Linked DNA regions of Zea mays: region 1 is linked to region 2. A link is a contact called in public Hi-C data. All regions are on one chromosome and are shown on one strand. Each heading gives the region's core, a stretch centred on a gene start, on an enhancer-like site or on the middle of the called end of the contact. The rest is flanking DNA. Distances are from core to core; before and after follow the strand shown.

Region 1 (2,867 bases), core at 82-2,581, 230 kb after region 2:
CTGTCGATTTGTTATGATTTTCTCTTCCTTGTTTTCTTCTTCTACAAAACTTTTAAGAGGAAAGCTTCAAGTCAATATCTAGAACCCCAGGATTGGCGCAGCTTTCTCAGCCCTTGGCACAGTGTGAGCAGCTCGCCAGCTCCTGCTCGGGTGGCCACTGGCCACAGGATCATCCTTCTTCCTTCCTGCATGCAGGCGACACAGTGGGCTCTTATTTGTTCTTACGAATTAGGCCCAACTAAAACCAACGAGGTAACACAGGCCTGCTGCAGGTATGATTTTTTTCCCTTCGTCTAGTACTTGCGAGTGTTAGGCTGCCAAAAACATAACTCCAGCGGCGTTCCTATTATATCCCTCAGATTTAAGTGAGTTCTTGATCCAACCCTCATTAAGCTATCTGGAGCAGTCTTACTTATTAAAACTCCTATTTCAAACTCCACTATATAAATTAACAACATAATTTATAGTGTAAAAGATATGAAACAATATTTTGCACTGTGATATGCGCAGTCTGCTGACCATAGCCTTATTGGGGCCTTTGCAGGAAGAACTGCAATCACCGTTTCATCGTTTTCCTGCACGACATCTCTCCTCGTTCACTCCTCATGCCAAGCGTTTCCTACCTGCATCTAGGGTGGCAATGAGTTCTAAATTTCACACTATATAGTTTAAGGATCGAAGCAAATTAGGATCGAACTTCATTTCTATCCATTTTGAACAAAAATTATCAAAGGTCCTAACTTATTGTGAACAAACATTTAGATCGTGATCCATTATCACCCCTACCTGCATCCCTCGCTAGCACACGCCGCTCGCATACCCGTTGTCATGTATATATGATAGGTTACATCGATAGATACTAGAGTCCATTCCGTTCGGTACCGTGCAATTAGCACTAGGTGTAGCTCTCTACACTTGATTGTAGTTTATAGTACTGAAAGGGAAATGTGTACTTAGGTTATTTCTAGTTGTTTTGGTGATTATATGCTCAACACATTACTATAGACTAACAACTTCACATCTGAGCATGAGCACAGATGTTTGTAAAGGCAAATTAAGAAATATAAGGAAAAATGCATTTTGGAGCATAATGCAAATCCCATTGCATTGAAGGAACAAAGGTATCACTATCGGAATTCGGCTTTTTGTCGAGTGTCAAATGATTTGCCAAGTGTTTTTTTCGGGCATTCGGCAACGAAGCTTTTTGCCGAATGCCAAGCAAAAAACCCTCGGTAAAAAAACATTCGACGAAAAACTCTTTGACGAGTGTTTTTTTTGCACTCGACAAAGAGTCTTTGCCGAGTGTTTTATTTTTGAACACATAAATTATACATATAGATGGTCCTAACTGTCATAGACACGAGATGACATAATAACATAAACCTAAAAGTGAGGGTGGCAAAATAACAAATTTCTCCTCCGGTAGTCAGGCTACGTGGGCCCCACCCCCACCTTCTCTGGACGTCTGGTGGGCTATGTACGGAACACTTCAGCATGCGACCTCTCCTGCAGCGGGCCGGCCCATTTCTACACACCAGTCCATCCCGCTTTCTGTTCAGAGATCTCGGACGTTGGACCTGAGGCCCGAGCCGGGTAGCCGAGCAAAGCGAGAGCTCCCCTCTCCCTGTCTCCTCGTCTGTGACTGTGCGCCGCCATCGCCCGTCGACCAGCGCCGTCCGCCCGCTCGAAAACTGAGACGCACGCTGCCCGCGCATCGCCGTGGCCTGCTCCAGTCTGTGGAAAAGTGACGAACCAACTCGGGGAATTCTACTCTCGAGGCCGCCACCTCCGCCTCCGCCTCCAGCCCTCCACCGACTACTGTCTGGAACTGGAAGTGTACCACTACTATTCAATTGGCCCTAGCCCTCGCATAGCACGATGCCGCCGCCGCTGCTTGAGTTCGCGATCCTCGCCACTGCCTGCAGGTTCAGCAAGCCCCTTACCGGTACGCATCGTGTCCACCTCCTTCCTCTTCTCATTGCCCGAGGAAACTCTACTATCTAACGAGTTCATCGTTCACGCGATGGAATCCTCTGTCCAACTGCAAAATATTCCAATTTCTGCTCTATGGAGACGGGGACTAATCCGCTGCCGATGCTGGTGTTTGTGCGCAGTTCTCAGGAGGCTTGGCGTTCTTGGCCCACCAACCGTTCGACGCAATGCCGCAGAGGCGTTCGTGCCTTCACCGTTTCGCCAGGTTGTCGTTCAGAGTGGAAAGCTTCTTGGGACACCAAGGTTCTGCCACACCACTGCCGGCATGTCAGAATGTCTCCCGGACGTCTACGCCAGTCAGGTACTGAAGGTTCTCAAGTCCACCAGTGCTGACAACACGGATCTCAGCGGTGCTCTTCATCAGTTCGCGGTCCACATGGATGAGGATATTATCCTCATGGTCCTCCAGAAGCAGCGGTCCAACTGGCAGGTCGCCCTGGCATTCTTCAACTGGGCGGCAACCCTGCCGGGGTATGCCCACGGGTCAAGGGCCTACACCGAGATGCTGGACATTCTTGGGCGGATGAAGAAGGTCAGACACATGAGGCAGCTGTTTGACGAGATTCCTGAGGAGCGACGTCAGGTGGTCGTGACGAATAAGATGTTTGCCGTGCTGTTGAACCGGTACGCTGGTGCGCACAAGGTGCAGGAGGCGATAGAGGTGTTCTACTTGAGGAAGGATTACGGGTTTGAGCTTGACTTGGTCGGGTTCCAGATACTACTGATGTCGCTGTGCAGGTATAAGCATGTCGAGGAGGCGGAGGCGCTGTTCCGTGAGAAGAAAGATGAGTTCCCGCATGTCACAAAGAGCTGGAACATTATACTAAATGGTTGGTGTGTCAAGGGAAGCCTGAGGGACGCTCAAAGGATTTGGA
Region 2 (2,734 bases), core at 172-2,671:
ATAACTGTTTTCAGCCCTCTGGGAGCCTTAGGTTTGTACGGAATTGCATTCTGTAGCATCTATTGCAGGAATTCTGAACACTTTCTATTGTATGCCCTGTCTTCTTGCAATAGAGGCAGGTCTCAGGGGATCTGAGAAACAGTCTGATTGTTGCATATAGAAAACATCGTGATCATGTTTGATCTTATTCTTGAACCTTTCTTAGAGGTCTTGTTCTGTTTGAGGATTCTTAGTTTGGGAAGATTGATAGAATCACTTATTTGACTTATCAACCTTTCCTCCTTCTAGACAAACTATGTCACGAGTTGATCTATATAGCACTTGTCCATTTAGACAGGTGTTTTACTGATCATGAAATGTCTCATATTCTGGAATAGCACCCTCAATAAGATCCTGGATGAGACTCTTATTATGACCAAGTACATTACACTTGGATCTTTTTCAGTTGACCTTATAGATGATGTACTGCGCCATCTTAAGGTCATCCTAAGGTGAGCCTACTGTAGGCTTAGTGGGTTTCTTAAACCACAGTGAGGAATCTATTTCATTCACTGTAGTTATCATTTAAATCTTTTCCCGCCATAAGTGATAATAAATACCACATAGCGGTTTAATATACCTTATCTGACCAACTAGTAGGCCAATATGTGCACTTTTGCAAAGTAAAACAGAAAATATTTAGGACATCTGAAGTAAATACTGAAACATAGAACTTGCATGAATTAAATATTCGACGTTGGTCAAATAATAACCATGTCTGGTCTACAAAAATTTCTTGTTCTAAAATTCTAAACCATCGTTGGATGATCTAGAAAACTTGATTCTTGTATAAAATGTGGCAATAATATTCGACGTTGGTCAAAATATTCAATTACCACAAAAATTCTGAATTTCTATGCACTTAAAGAGAATTAATCCACGTAGGCTTCATAATAAACAATAATGCATAGAAAAACAAATAATAATCTGGTTCTAAAATTCTAAAACCATCGTTGGATGATCTAGAATATATATACTTCTGTTCAAAATGTGGTAACAATATCTAACGTTGGTTAAAATATTCCGTTACCACAAATTTTCTGAATTCTATGCAATTCAAAACAATAATTAATCCACGTTGGTTTCATAATCAACTGAGAATTGCATAAAATATATATAAATAAAAGTACCAAAGTACGTAGCGGAATAAAATAGTCCATAAATATGTCTGTAATTTTCTATAACTAAAAAAAGATAATTCTGAATTTTCTGCACTATTTTTCTTATTTCTTTTCTGGTTTTCTAATTCCAGGAATTAAAAAAAAACCATGAAAAAAATTTGGAGGCCATTTCGGCCTGGGCGGCCTTAAGGCCCAGCCTAGGCGGCCCACTCAAGCGCCAGCAGGGGAGCGGCCGCGCGCCTAGGCCACAACCTGGGCCTGGGCCGCGCTTTTGGCCCATGCGGGGCGCTCTTTACCACCCGCCGAGATTCTGGCCGTTCAGCTAGATCAACGGCTCAGATTCTTGCGCATGCTGGTTATATATTGCGGTAAAATCGGACCCTAGGGAAAAACCCTAACCATTCTACTTCTTTCCCCAGGCGCCACAAAAAAATCTGGCCGGCCGCCAGGATCTATTGGCCGACGGCGCCTCTCCTCCTCTCTCTGTATTCTATTTTCTCTCTCAGCCACGCAGAACTTCAGCCGCCATAAAATTCTGGTTCCTGGCCGACCAATCCCTTCAGCTGGGCTGTGCGCCACAGAGAGATTTTTGCTTCTCACTGTTCTTTTTATTTCTTCTGGCCGCACTAGTACTCGGCCGCCAGGGAGAACCGGTCAATGGCACTGTGCATTTGAACTCGACCGGCACTGTCTTTTCTCTCTGTTCTTGCCTTCAGCTCACCGTCTATTCATTTTTTTAAGGCGTTCTGTTCAGCCGTCGGCAAGCTATCCCTTCTCTCTCTGTTATTGTGCACCGAGCTGCTCTCTGTTTTTATTTAATTATTCCGAGCAGCTCGTGCTAGTGACCTCAGCCGCTGGCCCTATGGAGACTTGAGGACCGGACCCCGCAGACCTTGCCGCTGGTGAGCTCATCCCCGCGCATCCCCGCGGGCGGGTGAGCCGCTGTCGGCTGGGAGCTGACGATGGTCCAAAACGTCGGGTCGAAAAAATTGAGTCGGTTTTATAACCGTCTTCAACCTTTGAACTCGGATCTAGTCCTCATTTACTCGAATCCTCCACTGTGAATGAATGTAAGAAATGGATCTAATGTAATATTCGGGATCGAGTTATGAGTTGATAAAACGTAGATCCGAGATCTTGCGTTATTTCTGTTATTTTTTTCTGTGATGATTTTCTGTACCTTTTCTAATCTGTTCTGCCATCTAGGCCGTGGATGTAAAAGATCCCGAGCCACTGTGATCTCTGTTGACCCAGATTTAAAACTGATTAGGGTTAGGTTATTAAACCCTAACCCTAAAACATCGATCTGTTTTTACTATCTCGAATCTTCTGGGTTTGGCCGAGACCAAATCTCTGTTAGTGGCCAAAACCCTAGATTTAGGGTTAGGTAAACCCTAACCCGAGAGATAAAAAATATTCTTTCTATTTTAATCTATCTGTTCTCGGGTGATAAACGAAAAAAAATAGTTCAATCATGTTGATCTGAGACTTTTCTGTGATCTCATAAAACTGATGCGGATTAGGAGATCTAGGGTTCTTAGGACGGCTCTGATACCATTGTTAGAATCTATACT

What was found. A called contact is a pair of places that touch in the nucleus more often than the background predicts.
Region 1: a Hi-C map of bundle sheath shows a contact between it and region 2, with 2.6 times the contacts expected there. The contact joins the promoter of LOC103634831 here to the enhancer-like site in region 2. A contact is called at or near these places in 5 of 25 Hi-C or Micro-C datasets (bundle sheath, ear, leaf and 2 more).

Annotation. Positions count from the first base shown.
Region 1 is chr8:15,284,395-15,287,261 of Zm-B73-REFERENCE-NAM-5.0, forward strand. LOC103634831 (GDSL esterase/lipase At1g28590) reads right to left here and starts at 1,332. Exons shown (of 4, transcript XM_008657421.2): 1 at 1-1,332. LOC100192076 (GTP binding protein) reads left to right here and starts at 1,627. Exons shown (of 2, transcript NM_001137499.1): 1 at 1,627-1,945; 2 at 2,115-2,867. The coding sequence starts at 1,879.
Region 2 is chr8:15,050,565-15,053,298 of Zm-B73-REFERENCE-NAM-5.0, forward strand. No RefSeq gene overlaps it. Among protein-coding and RNA genes, the nearest start is that of LOC100383128, 12 kb to the left of the region's middle. Within about 2 kb of position 1,422, at least 20 of the 20 cell types and tissues checked have an H3K27ac peak or open chromatin away from gene starts, as enhancers often do. A contact at or near this core is called in bundle sheath, ear, leaf and 2 more, where this site is marked.